Regions from separate parts of the Mus musculus genome. Here region 1 is linked to region 2. Evidence: chromatin contacts called from public promoter capture Hi-C data. All regions are on one chromosome and are shown on one strand. Each heading gives the region's core, a stretch centred on a gene start, on an enhancer-like site or on the middle of the called end of the contact. The rest is flanking DNA. Distances are from core to core; before and after follow the strand shown.

Region 1 (6,869 bases), core at 2,471-4,970, 1.7 Mb before region 2:
AAACATTGGGTCTTCCGGACGGCGTTGGCGCAGTCGAGTTGCATCAAAGCCACTTAGTTCCCCTGAAAGTTCTTCTACGCACCCTCAAGACTTATTCTCTCTTAGTGACCATCATCTGGTACTAAAGACTCTGTCTCGCCTAACCTCTGCATCTCGTGGATCTTCACTGGGACTATACCACCCAAATCCCACCTTCCACAGCCGTTGGTTTCATTAAAATGTAGTATAAGGAAGGGGCCATTCTCAGTACCCATAACCCTGTTACAAATACACACTGGTTCCAAGAGCAAACTGTTCTGTGTGTCTGGCCTGTCTTGTTTTGTTTTTTAAATAGCGGGGCATGTGGGGTTCACCTGGTTATGATTCCAGTGCCCAGTGTGGATGGAGCAGCTGGCGGGTGATAGCGTGGCTTTCATCTCCTATAGGTGGATGAGAATGTTAGTCACTTTAACATCTGCTGTTTCTCACAGTGGTCTGGAGCAGATGCTCATTGTGAACCCCGGCTGCCGCCAATGGCCCTTTCAGAACTACACCTCTGCTGTCTCAGTCACACTTTGCCTTTCAGCATCTGGGACCCATGACGAACTCTCCCTCAGTGTTGTGGGAGTCTGGTGTCGGTTGGTCTGTCAATGCAACCCCAAGACCCAGAAATTTGTCTAAAACCCTAGGCCAGCACTTAGTGGGCTCAATGCTGCTTTTAGTAACAAGAGCTCCACAGAGCAGCTCCTGCATCTAACCCTAGCTGGGTGACTCCTCTTTATTTCAGGGAGCTTTTCTCTACCTGGAAATTTCCAGAAGGAGACTATTGAAACCCTCAACATGCAGGTTCTACAGGCCAGCTGCCCCAGCCCATGGTGATCAGTTTCTGTTCTAGATCTGGCCTCAAAGGTGGACAGTAGGCACAAAAGAATCATGTGGCTGCTGGGATGGTGGATGCTGCATCCCAGGCCAGCAGGGTGTTTTTATCTTCCAAAATTATCTTCCAAGAGCATCTTAACAGTTTGACCAAATTAATACATGTTCACTTCTAGCTTGCTCACACTGTCCTAACACGACAGACAACAATTACTCTTCCAACCATATCCTAATTGACCCACTTGACACAGCCAAGTAGGGTTTCCAGGTAGACAGGGCAGAGATGGAATCGGGCATTGAAGTGCTCATCCAACATCCCTGGAGAAGTCTAGAGGCTAGTTGTATCCCGCTGTAATAGAAATACGAGAAGGGAATGCAAATGTGAGGGGCTCATGTGCTGTGCCTACTCACCCCAAATTGAGGTGCACAAACACCAAGATTGCCTCTCCCCCCAAGTCTATGATCCAGCTTAGTAAGCCTTGAAGCCTCCAGGCAATGATTTCTTTGTTCCCTATGCCTCCTTTCAGCTCTCTGCAGGACGCTCACAGTGTTGTGAGTGAAGGACTGGCAGCATGGAGCTCTTGTGTTCGCCTATCTTGGGCATGTAGGCTCCTTCTGGATAGCACGGTTCCCTCAGATTATCAGAGAGCAGCAACCAGCCATATGGAATATATGGTGTGTGTATGTGTGTAGCCAGTGAGGCTTTCTGCTGGGGAAATAGTCTTGGGACAAACCTAGAGCACAGGGTTATCTATCATTCTAGACTAGCTGGGCAGCTCAACCCTCTCATTGACTGCTACAGACTCCATGACCACTGCTCAATGAGTCTACCTGGTTTCCAGTACCTGCCTCCAACAGAAGTGCCCAGGTCTTTCATGCTCAGAACCACCTATGGCTTCCAGAAGTCCTGTGTCAGCAGAGCTCTTCTCCAGGCTGCTTGCTTTCCTAACTGCCCCACCCAGCTTTTGAATCTCTGTTCTTACTCTGTTCTACTAAATGAGCCAGTCCACAAGCAGGACAGACTGACAAACATGGAAAAAGTTTCTTATTCCATATGGACCTAGTGCTAACCACTATATGCAGTCTGCCACTCACCAACTGCCCGCTGTGGTTATGGGAAAGGTTAAGGGTTAGGATCTGAGTCATGGACAGGACCTAGGATAAGAATGAGGGATTAGGGTTAGTGTCCTAGTTAGACTTTTTGTCAGTGTAACACAAGCCAGGGTCATCGAGGAAGAGGGAATTTCAATGGAGACAATAGGCAGGTCTTCGGGCTACTTTCTTGATTACTGATTGCTGTGGGATTGGCGTCACCCCTGGGCAACTGGTCATTGGTTGCATAAGAAAGCAGATTTAGCAAGCCTTGAGGAATAAGCCAGAAAGCAACATCTTTCACAGCCTCTGCATCGGTTCCTGCCTCCATGTTCCTGCCTGGAGTTCTTGGCCTGACTTCCCTTCTGCCCCCCAAGTTAATTTTGGTTTTCTGGTTCTGTATAGATTTCATTGGAGTTTTGATTAGGAAGAGGGACAAAGAGCTCCAAGGTCCCCAAGTTCATCTTCAGCCTCCTAAAGTAAGGCTAAGGTTTAAGTAGGGGGCCAGCATTTGAATATCTGAGCCATCTCCAGTTGCAAGGTGTGGCCCTGCCCATTACTGCTGAGGTTCTAGTGCTTCAGCAAGGCATTCTGACAAATTGACGGGACTGTGAAATCTCTCCGGGGGAAAGTCTCTCGTCTTGATGGGTCTGCCTTTTGACTTTTTAATCCAGCATGAGATTACTAAGGAAAATTCCAGTCTCTTAAGGCCCACTGTTCTGAGAGCCAAAATGAGGGTCACAGTGACTCTTTAGAATAACTCCATTTCCCCTAGGCTTGTGACAAGGTGGCCTCTTGGGGAAGAGAAGACCTTGTGCCTCCTGGAGGCATTAGGGGATAAGACTCCAACTCCATGACCTTCTGCAGAGTCCTGTAGTACAGGCTTTAATATGGAAGAGAAAGCCCTCCAGACACAGGCCTAGCTGAGGCTGTCCTCAGCCACAAGAAAGGAAAAGATCTTAAGAGAGCAGTGCCAAACTCTGGGCCAGGCTTCCTCCAAAGAGAAAGTTCCCTCTAGCTGGGAGCCCTGAGCTTAGCAACTGGCTTCTCCATAGAAAAGACCACCTTTCCCCTCCATCCCGTCCCTGTAGGTTTGCCCCCCACCCTCGGACCCTAGGTTTGCTTCCCCCAGTCCAGGCCTCCACCAAAGAGAAAGACAGGCCTGCTACAGATCCCAGCCAGAGAATATGCCTCTTTTATAGAGAAGGAAGATTCTCCGGCCCCGTGGGCCAAGTGTCTGAGCCAGGCCTTTGAAAATAGAAGCTCCACTGGCTGCAGATCCATCCCCAAATGAGTATGGGGCGCCTGCACAGGAAAGTTAATGACCCTCTTGAGGCTGAACCCTAAAAATCTAAGTCCAGACATACTTCTTGGAGTAGGGAAGACAGTCCTGCCACGGAGGCCTTATTCTAGCCGAAGCTGTCTCCTTATGGAAGAGAAGGGGAAGAAGCAGATACACACATCATACTCCATTGGGAAAAGAACATCCCCCTGTTGAAGTCACAGGGCCACGGGCCAGCACTGTGGTTCATTTAAAAACTCAGGCCAACCCTCTCCTAAGGCCTTGACGTCAGCACTACTCTAGCCCCACCCCTGCCCAAGCACGAATCAACCTAGGCGCAGAGATGCGCGTATTGCCTTCTGGGATTGGTAGTTTTTCCATGCAGTCTGTACTCCGGAAAGGAGCCGAAGGGAGGTGTCAGGAACTACAAGACCCAGCGTTCCATGAGTCCTGTGAGAGGAAGTGCTGGAAGATTGTGGGTGTGCGTTCCAGTTTTTAAGCTGTAGTTTGGCGGTCTGTTGACAGGTATTCCCTGCACGAATCACAGGCTCTCAAGGAGTGGGGATTCCGGAAAGGGAAGAAGCACACTCACCAGGAAAGGAGCCTCGGGTTTCACACCCCTTCGGGCCATGCCCAGCGTGCCTGAGGGAGGTGGCTACGAGGTATCTCCTGGCGAAGGAACCTTCTCTTACCGCCATGCCTTCGGACTTCTTTCTGCAGCCTCTGGACGGCGGTCCCCGCGTGCCCGTGGGGCCGGGGCAGACTGTGATAGGCCGCGGGCCGCTGCTGGGAGTAAGTGTGGGAGGTAGTGTGGGCGTGGGCAGCCAGAGCTTGCTCAGCCGAGGCTGTCTCTTGTCTCCTGAGCTTGGGAACTCCGCGTCTTGGCTCTGCTTGTCAAGATTTTATAGGTTTGGGGCAGTAGGTTTTCAAACAACGTTAGTCAAGTCCCAGACATTTCTTTTTGGTGCCTGTATGGTTCGAGTATGGACCGAGTTAACATCATTAGCCTATCCAGCTGGCAAACGAGGGCCAAATCCAAGTTGAGCTAAGTTCGGGTTGTAAGATGTAAAATGTAAACAGACCAACTAAACAAAACCGCTGCTAGTATTTAAAGACGTATAGTACTCTAAAGGTTAATGTGTTGCATGTTGACCTACAAAGCTTACAATATTTACGGTACTGTATGAGCCATAACAGGGAAGGTTAATCACCTCCCTTAAGCTAACTTCTTTTATCTCCTTGCCTTCTCTGCTGGGCTGGTGGGCCTTACCAATAATAGCAGTATCCCTTTTGGTAGTATCAGTAGCTGTCTTTAAGTTGTCTGGGTAGTGAACCAGTCATTGTTCTAAAGAGATGACTTTAATTTACTACTTCCAAAACTTTTTGAGTTAGGTGCTTTTTATTAGCCTTGTTCAAATGAGAAAGTTGGAGTATAAACTGGTCATTTAAAGGTGATACATGTACAAATGGCCACTATGCTATATATTCTTTACCCTCTTTGGGAGGAGTAGGAACCAAACCGTTTGCAGTTTGCACTATGAAATTATATTTGGTGGTATTAAACCATTTAGCATTGCCACAAGACCTATCATTTACAAAGGCCACTCTAGAGAACCTGGCGGTCGAGTTGAAATATCACAAGGGAGAGATGGGCTAGCCATTAAGAGCCTGGAATTTATTACAGAGGACTGGCTTCCCAGCACTTATGTCAGGCAATTCACAAATGCTTGTAATTCTGCCTCTCTGGGCAATGTACACACATGCATATCCTAACATACAGGTATACATATATAGTAAAAAATAAAATTTTAAAAATTCACAAAAAATTGTTTTTAAAAATCTCTGCCATTATTTTCCACCTGAGTGGTATTTTCTGTGTTCTTACTGCCCTGTTTCTTGGTTTCTTTTCTCTTTGTTTTTCCCCATTATCATAAGAGTTTTGTGCTCCAACATAGATTGTTGGATTGGTGTTTATGTTTTTATGAGCATGGTAGTTTTGTAGTTTCCGTTTCCGGGTTGTGCTTTAGATTTTGATATGTTTTGCTCTAGCTGTTGATTCTTGGAGGGTGTGTTGATATGTTAGAATTTAGGTTATCTTAAATATAGTTGCCTTTAAAGAGAGGGTCTCACAACATAGCCTGAGCACCCCTTGAACTTGCAGTTTTCCTGCCTCACTTCCAAGAGCTGGGGTTACAAGCATGTATGTTCCTAACAAAACCACGTTTTTTGGGGGGAGTGTAGGGTGGTGGTAGTCAAGACCCGATGTTAGTAATGAAATAAACGATGTGTCCACCAGAGGTCGCACTATGCTTTTGTATTATTCATAATACCCCTTTCCTCCTAGTGTTAGGCACACTTAAAAGATAGATATAAAAGATCTATTATTGCTTATAGTTAGTGTATAAAAGGAAAGAAGCCTAAGAAGGACCATTAGAGGAACCATCTTGCTATCTCATGACTTTATCCTGGCATTCCTCTGATGGTTAGTGAGGTACCAATGAGGCCTTGATGCTCAAAATGTGAATAGGACCGGCTTACTCTGAGCTGCCATGATTTGCATGTCTTTGATTGCTTCTGAATTACATGGGTCTAGTCATGTGACTGTTTTCTCACATAAACCACCTGTGCTTATTAGTTAGAGCAAGGATCTTGAACACTGGGTATTCTGAGAGGGACCACCCAAGTTACCTACATCCGCTGGGCTTTCAGGACCCATATATGTAGAATGAACAGTAGCCACAGTAGCATTTGGCGAGTCTCAGTATGTAGCTCAGCATGTGGTGATGCACATGATAAAGGCAGTTCTTAGTAACTGCTGCTGACTGTGGCCCAGTCAGGCACACATCACAGAACATGAAGGAGTCTCTCAGCTGTTTTTTTTTTTTTTTTTAAAGTTTTATTTATTTATTATATGTAAGTACAACTGTAGCTGTCTTCAGACACTCCAGAAGAGGGCGTCAGATCTTGTTACAGATGGTTGTGAGCCACCATGTGGTTGCTGGGATTTGAACTCTGGACCTTCGGAAGAGCAGTCGGGTGCTCTTACCCATTGAGCCATCTCACCAGCCCTTTTTTTTTTTTTTTTTTAAAAAGTTAGGATATTTACTTCTTTGAAGTAGCTATATTTTAAATGAAGTTTTGAAGACTTTTTTTCTAGAAATTAACTTTTCAAATTAACTCTTTTTTGTGAAGAATGACTTTTTGTGGTCCTCACACTGTGGTGAAGCTGTGTGTTTCAGATTATTAAGTGTGGATTTTGAAAAATAAGTACCTGTTTGTGGCAGTCTCCATGTTCTTGCAGCCTTACTGGGCTTGACTTTAGACATTTCTATAGTATGTTTTGAGAGAGAACGTTGGTTCTGCTGTATGTCATGCTTAGTTTCGAGTACTCGATGGTAAATGAGCCAATCGTAAGGCAGGTAGAGTTGTTGCTTTAGAGGTTTCTCTTATGTGTCAGACCGGGCTAAACAAGTTAATCTCAACTATTATGTTTACTATGAGGTAGGAAGGGCAGTAGTGTTCAGCATTTAAAATATAAGCAGTTTGGAGTGTTGATGTGGGTAAATGATTGTGAGTGTAAGTTGACCATTATTAACTCAAAACAGGAAGTGATTATATTGAAGACATAGATGCTGATCTC
Region 2 (7,820 bases), core at 1,090-3,589:
GGTTTCACCTCCCTACATTCCATCCTGCCTCTGCGATGTTTATGTGAAGAGGAGCCCCTCTGCCCTTCTGGTGTGCTACTGTATTATTGTCACGTTAGCTTGCCCCTCTTGTCTTTCCTGCCCTCCTCCACTGACTTATTTGGTGTAAACCCATCAGACAACTCCATAGGAGAATGTGGATAAGCCTTGCAGGCATTAGAATCCAGAGGTAAAAAGTATGTATCTTGCAATTACACTTTGACTTATCAAGCATTATTGTCAGAATACTCACCTTACAATTATTGTAAATATTATGAAAAATAAATATAAGCTACATTTAGAAATTTCAAACTAAAAGTTTAAGCTTATTTTAAAATTTGCTGTCATAAATTTCTATAATCTGGGACTTAGTCCACTTCTCTGCAGATGACCTCCCTGTACTTTGGTCTTCCACTTGTACGATTCAGATGTCCCCGGCAAGCACGGGTCCTGAGATTGTGTAGGAACTTCAGACTTGGGCTCCTCTTTTATTTCAGGGTTATTTTTGGTGCTTGCTAAAATATAAAGCCATGATGTCCACAGCTATTGTGACACCTGGCAAAGCGATATCAGTAAAACTGGCTGTGGATGGAAAGGTGAGCTGACAGCATTTTTGACAAATAGAATGAATTGCTTTTTTAAAAGTGTATTTCATCCCAGTAATTTCTTGTCTAGGTATTCAGATGCAGTATACACCTATAGGAATGTTCACACCACAGTGTTTTCTGTAATAGTAGATCAGAAACACAAACCAAACCAAACAAAAACTCCAATCAGGTTAAGGTGGCCCATACCCTTAATTCTAGAGCTGAAAAAGGAGCAGGCCGATCTCTGTGATTTCAAGGGTAGGTTACTCTACAAAGCAAGTTCCAGATCACAGAGCATTACATAATGAGAACTTACCTTAAAACAAAAAAACTCCAAACAGGTAGAGGAATTTCAATATTGGAATGGTTTAAAAAAAAAAAAAAAGTTGGGGGGGGGGTTGGAGAGAAGGCTCAGCAGTTAAGAGCATCGACTGCTCTTCTGAAGGTTGTGAGTTCAAATCCCAGCAATTTCATTTCTACATGGTGGCTCACAACCATCTGTAATAAGATCGGATACCCTCTTCTGGTGTGTCTGAAGACAGCTACAGTGTACTTACATATAATAAATAAATAAATCTTAAAAAAAAAAGTTGGACCGGGCCATGGTGGTGCATGCCTTTAATCCCAGCACTTGGGAGGCAGAGGCAGGCAGATTTCTGAGTCCGAGGCCAGCCTGGTCTACAGAGTGAGTTCCAGGACATTCAGGGCTACACGGAGAAACCCTGTCTCGAAAAAGAAAAAAAAAAGTTGGTATTTTTAATTATGTTGGTTATAATAAGTGTCCTGTGTCATTCAAAATTAGGAAGAATATGTATGTTTCCCTGCCTGTGACACTATACACACATATATGGATGGAGAAATATGTTAAATATATCAAATAAGGAGAAATATGTTGTATAAAACTTTTGATTTATTTCTTTTTGGCGGAAAAAAAAGATACACCCGTGTGAAAGCAAATATCATGTATATACAAAATGTAAACAATTGACAACGTTCACGAAGAATGCAGGGATCAGAGGGTTGGGGCTGGATTGTCTGTTCCTCATTTGGAGCAGTTCGGGTGGCGCTATGAGACCCCAACTTAGAGCGTTTCTCCCTGGAAGGTAAAGCCCCTGGATGTTCCCCAAGCTTGTTTTCCCTGATCTTTAAAAATACAGCTAGAAAGAAGCTCTTTGTTCTCTATAGCCAGCAAAAAGCCTTTTTGTTTCTATACTGTACAACCAGAGATGCCTGCCTTCCTGTGCCGAGGACACGGAGATAAAAATTCAGAAAGAACTCACTCCCCACTCCTGCCTTGTAAATTTCACCAAGGACGCCCAGAAGAGCTCTTCCCAACTCCTCCCACTTCTCCTCCCAACTCCTCCCAACTCTCCTCCCAACTCCTCCTACCTCCTCAGCTAGCTGTTAAAAGTCCCCTAATGTCACCGCTCGGGGTTGAACTCCTCTGCCCTGCACGACAGAGGGACTTCTCCTCAGCTAGCTGATAATAAAACCTCTTGCAGTTTGCATCAGGTGCATCTTTTCTCTCGAGATGTTGGGGTGTTGGCCAGTTCATCCCAGGACTTGAGCAGAGGCCCAGCATCGGGGGTCTTACAGCGCTAGCAATTATTCACATAGCTACAAAACCGGCCTCCAGCTAAGTGCAGCACAGTCGAAACCGAAGGCAGGCTGACAAACCCTACTTTCAGTGCGACGTGTGTCGTCAGCACGGCGGGGCAAGGCGCATGCGCCCTAGCGAGACGTCGACGCGTCGCGTTCCTTTGCGGGCGCCTCTGGATCCCGCGGCCTCTTCTGGCCTCCCTGAAGTCGCCACTTTGGCCGCTCTGGCACGCCTGGCGTTGGGTGGGCGGCATCTCTGCGCCCACATGAACCAGCATTATGGCCGACATGGTCGTGGACGGGGCCGGGACTTTGCTGCCTGTGCCCCACCCAAGAAGAAGGGCAGAAACCACATCCCCGAAAGGTAAGCGCTTTGGTTCCGGGCTTGGCGTTCCGGCTGCCTCGGTGGCCTCGAGTCTCCGAGTGTTCCCTGGCCTCGCGCCCCGCCGCCTCCCAGGGTCCTCCGCGCCGAACCCCACCACACCTCCCCACCCCGCATTCTGGGGTCTTGGGTCTGTCCCGACAGGACTCTGTGGAGCTCGGGCCTGGGCGGAAGTGCGCGGTGGGGCGCGGCTGCCTGTATTGAGGCGTCCCTTGATCTCCGAAGCCACAGGCTTCTGCTTGTGTAGGCGCTGTGCCAGGATCCGGCCCGAGCTGTCGACACCCTTCACTCGGTACCGGCTCGAGGGGTTCTCTTGCTTTCAGGATTCGGAAAGCGGAGGTGTCCTTTGAGGGAGTTAACCCTGCCTGGGCCAAGGGCTAGTTTTAGGATTTTGCTCACTGGTGCAATGAACCCTTTACTTGCGGCTGTTTGCTTCCCCTCTCCGATTTCATCTCCACAAAAAACGTGGCTAGACCGGCCTCTCCCCTTCCTAGAATTCATCAAATCCTTTTTTTTTTTTTTTAATCTCCACAAATAAACAATACCTAAAACTCAGGATCGACAGAATGCTCTGCCCCGACTTCCCGGACTTCAGTAAGCACTTCTTTTTTATGTCTACAAATGAGCACTATCTAAAATTCAGGATGGACGTGATGGCCTCTCTCCCTTCCCAGAGTGGATATCTTTAGATCCTGTCAGCTAACCTCCAACATCATCCCAGTGTAGAACTTGCCTGACAGCTTGCAGAAGACAGCTGTCTGTCCACTGGACAATCCATTTTTAACATACCTTCTATAGTTAACTATTTAACTATTAATTACTAAGTAAAGTATAAGTAAGTTATAAATAAATTGTTTATTGATATTTTAATGTAGCTTATTTCATTATTAAATTATCTATTGGATATAAAATTGTTAACTAAAAATTAAAAATAATTTTAGCTATTGCTTATTTGTGGAGATAAAGCAAGATAAATATCAAGTAGTAATTGTGAGACAGCTCATAGATGTAAGATAAAGCTTGACTTTAAGAATAAAAACCTTCGGGGCAGTTCCAGGACAGCCAGGGCTACACAGAGAAACCCTGTCTTGAAAAATAAAAACAAAAAAAAAGAATAAGAAGCCAACTTCTTGTCATGGTCTGTCACACTAGGTTCCATTGCTCTGGGGCCCACTATGTCTCCAGTCTGTCACCACTCTGTGCTCACTCTCTACTCCAGGGATGTGAATGAACCGGACTTATTTGTAATTCATGGCCATAGACCAACTCAGCTGTGACTCTCCACACTGACTTCTGATTGAACTGAATTTCGGGTTGTAAGAACTGGGAGATTTCTACATATTGAGTTGATTCACTGGTGTGGAAACTAAAAACAATATGCAGTGAAAGTATTGAATTTGAGGTCTGTCAGCCAGTGTGTAGGCATTCATTACTCCTTGCTGGTTAATAGTTTTAGTTACCATAAAAAGTATGAGTTTCATGATGATATTTTCTATATGTATGGCATTCTACTTTGCCCATGTTCACCCACACACATACACCTTCCCCTTTCTCCTGCCCACATTTTGCTAGTTTCTTTCCTCCCCCTAAATAATTCACCACAGTTTTCATGTCTCAAATATGTGTGTGTGTATATATATATATATATATATATATATATATATATATGTATGTATGTATATATTATATATATGTATATTATATGTATGTACATTATATATTTAAAACTAGATTCCACACAGGAGGGGAAATATACACTATTTGTCTTTCCTTTTCTGCCTCTTGTTGCCCCTCCCTCCCTTAGCCCCCTTCCCACTCCGTCATAACCCCCCTTCTATTTTCATGTCTAATATTACCTTAGTATTTGACACGAGGCTGGGTTTGTTAGGCTGTTCTGCTATGGCATTTCTAGGTTTTAGATATTGTTTGTGGAGACCTGTGTGCTCTTTTGTTGTCTTGTATCTGTTTTCAAGATGGGGAGACAGAAAGAAACATAGTAGGTTGCTACTTGTGTGGAATAAATAGGTTAAGAGACATTCTGTATGTGTTAGGTGCCCAGTATCTCGGAGCCTTATTCTTGGAGACAAGGTTGGCATTCAGTTTGACTAACAAATACCCTGTTTCACAGGTGGAAAGACTATCTCCCAGTTGGGCAGCGGATGCCTGGGACTCGTTTCATTGCTTTCAAAGTTCCTTTGCAAAAAGTAAGTGAAAATTAATTTAGGATCTTTTCAGAAATATCAATTCTTGATTGAGAGAATGCTGGCTCTCAATCAAGAATAATTATAATGTGTTATATTTTGTGTCAGCCTGACTAAGCTAGATCATTCAGTATTCACTGTCTTGATATGGTAGTTGCTGTGCTGGAAATTCAGTAGAATGGAGGGAGGTGTTCACTTGTGAATTGCATTGAGATTTTAAGGCTTAGGCAAATAGGAACAAGTTTCTATTTGTTTTTTGTTTTCTTACCTATTTAATGTTGAATAGGACATTCTAAAGTTTTTCAGGCAGGGAGACACAAACACAGGAATATGTATATATTGAAGTGAGCATCTCTTCCCACTAATGGAGGAGAGATGTTGCGAGCTTCCAGGGGAACAGGAACAGCTCTTGAGTCTCACTGTCCTCACCTCAGGGGGCTGGGTAAGTGCATCGTGTGCTACAGGGCTTCAAGTGGGTTTGCTCTCTCTTCACTCTCTGACAGAAATTTGAAGCAAAGCTTATGCCAGAAGAATGCTTTTCCCCTTTGGATCTGTTTAATAAAATACAAGAACAAAATGAAGAACTTGGATTGATAATCGATTTAACATATACTCAGCGCTATTATAAAGTAGAGGTAAGTGGCCCTCTGACTGAATAAAAAAAAAACCCAAAATTCATAGTAATTTAACAGTTTTCATCCTATGCTGATGCAAAGACTAAACTTCATTCATGGGTAGCAATAACTAACTTTTAAAGAAGAGCAAATAGTTTTCCTAATTTCATGTAGAAATGAGATTGGAGGCCAGGCATGGATGGTAGTTAATGGCTATAATCCCAGATCTTAGGAGTCTAAGACAGGAGGATCACAAACTCAAGGCCACCTTGGACTACATAAGTCTTCAGCAATGCAAAACACATACACACTAGGTTGGCGACATGAATTAAACTATAATATGTAGTAATTATTATTAGTCTCTTTAATCAGCAAAAGTTCTATAACCATTGAACATTAATTCTCCCTTCTCCTATATGCCAGACCCCTAGTAAACCTCTTATCTGCTTTATTACAATGAATTTCCTTGATCTAGGTATCTTACAGAAGTAGCTCAATGTAACATGCATTTAAATTTTAAATTAATTAAAATAGAACTCTGTCATTTCCTTTAACCTCTCCTTACCCCACCTTCACATCCATAGCCTCCTACTCTGTATTATTGTTGCATGTACATGCAAGTAAACAAATGCAGCCTGCTGAGTCCGTGTAGTTCTGCTTGTGTGTGTGGCTTTTTTCAGGCTGACCACTTGACGGTACTTATATCTGAAGAGTAATTCTCCCTTTCTCAGACATTTTTAATTGCCTGTAGTTCTTTATCCAGGGGTAGGGCCCTCTGCAGTTCCTCCCATCCATGTTGGCATGGCAGCTGATGGGTACTGTTCAGATCTTGTGTAAGCACTCATAGTGTTGACATTTCATTGTTGTAGCCTTCCTTGACATTCATATGAAATATAATCTTGCAGCTGACCTCCTGGTCCTTGAGCTCTTATAATATTTCTGCCTCCCTCTCCTGAGCTGTTCTCAGAACCTTAGATGGGAGAGTTGTATTTAGATGTATCAGTTAGGGCTGAGCAGCTCGCAGTCAATTGTTTTCTGCATTTTGGCTAGATGTGGCTTTTTGTAAACTGTATGCTGCAGGAGGAAAAAAGCATCTTTGATGAGTTAGGATAGTTACAGTTATCTGTGGAGTAATTTTTTTAAGGTTTATTCTTATTTATTTGTATGAATGTTTGCCTGCTTGTATATATGTGCACCACAGACATACCAGTTGTTTGTGAGGACAGAAGTAGGCATTATGTCCCGTGTAACTGGAATTACAAATGGTTGTGAACTGTTGTGTGCTAGGAATTGAACATAAGTCTTCTGCAAGAGCAGCCAATGCTCTTAACCATTAAGCCATCTCTCCAGCCCCAGTATCATGTAATACTTGCCTTTCTGTGACTGAATGGTTTTAGTAATTATGTCTCTGACATTTATTAAAGCATATATCAGAATCTTTTTCTTTTCTGGCTCAATATTAAGTTATGTACATATGTTCTATAATAGATATGGTCCTATCTATTTTACCCCATGCTGTCTTCTGAATTCCCTTACCCCTGTGTATGTTGGGGTGCGGGAGGGTTGGGGGAACTGTTATTCTTTGTTTTGTTTTCATGAGAAAGAGTCTCATGGTGTGGCTCTAGCTGGCCTGAAATTTATTATGTATACCAGGCTGGTCTCCAGCCCACAAAGGCAGCCTACTCCTGCCTCCATGTGCAGAGATTGCTTGTGTGCACCACCACACACAGCATGCTTTGTCTTATTTTAAAGAACTCAAATATTATAGAATTCATCTCTATATCTTTGGTATGTGTATTTAAGATATAATACTTTTTCCTTAACATCAGTTCTTTTATATCAGATACACAACTTGATAGTTCCTAACTGTCATAAGAATTGTTAGTTTGCAGTTGGTTGTCTGTCAGTTCTGATTAAGTCTACACATTGCTGTCCGTGTCTCTCTCTTTTTGTCCCTCCCTTGAGTTCTTGCTTTGAGGAATCCAGCCAGGCTGTACCATCTAAATGTTAGCTCTGTGCCTCCACGTGCTAGTACCGCTGGTTAGTTCTCTCTCTGCCAGTGGGCTGGCACAGCCAGATTCAGGATTCTGCTTTCCTCTCTCCTTTTCTCCCTCCTCCCTCCTTTTGATCCCCTAACCCCTGGTTTCCCTTTCCTTTCCCTTTCCTACCCTCCTTCCCTCTCTTCCTTATTGTTTTGTTGGGGTTTAGCTTTTGAAACAGAGTCCTAGTATGTATCCCTGGTTGACCTAACACTCAGGATCTTCCTCCTCCGTCTCTCTAATGCTGGGATTATAACTATATAGCACTCCACCCACCCACCTCCCTCCCTCCCTCTCTCTCTCCCTCCCTCCCTTCCCCTTCTTCTTCCTCTTCCTCCCCTTCCCCCCTCCCTCTCCCTCTCCTTCTTCCTCCTCTTCCT

Evidence for each region. Promoter capture Hi-C pulls out the DNA fragments that hold promoters and counts their contacts.
Region 1: a promoter capture Hi-C map of pre-B cells shows a contact between it and region 2, with 4 times the contacts expected there. The contact joins the promoter of Aplf here to the promoter of Dusp11 in region 2. A contact is called at or near these places in 2 of 39 promoter capture datasets (liver and pre-B cells).

What each region holds. Positions count from the first base shown.
Region 1 is chr6:87,669,012-87,675,880 of GRCm38.p6, reverse strand. Aplf (aprataxin and PNKP like factor) reads left to right here and starts at 3,720. Exons shown (of 10, transcript NM_001372332.1): 1 at 3,720-4,021. The coding sequence starts at 3,926. It overlaps 1810020O05Rik (Riken cDNA 1810020O05 gene), which reads left to right. Exons shown (of 16, transcript NM_001384219.1): 16 at 1-291. The coding sequence ends at 217. It also overlaps E230015B07Rik.
Region 2 is chr6:85,956,186-85,964,005 of GRCm38.p6, reverse strand. It overlaps Dusp11 (dual specificity phosphatase 11 (RNA/RNP complex 1-interacting)), which reads left to right and starts at 2,339. Exons shown (of 9, transcript NM_028099.4): 1 at 2,339-2,568; 2 at 4,715-4,790; 3 at 5,291-5,422. The coding sequence starts at 2,471.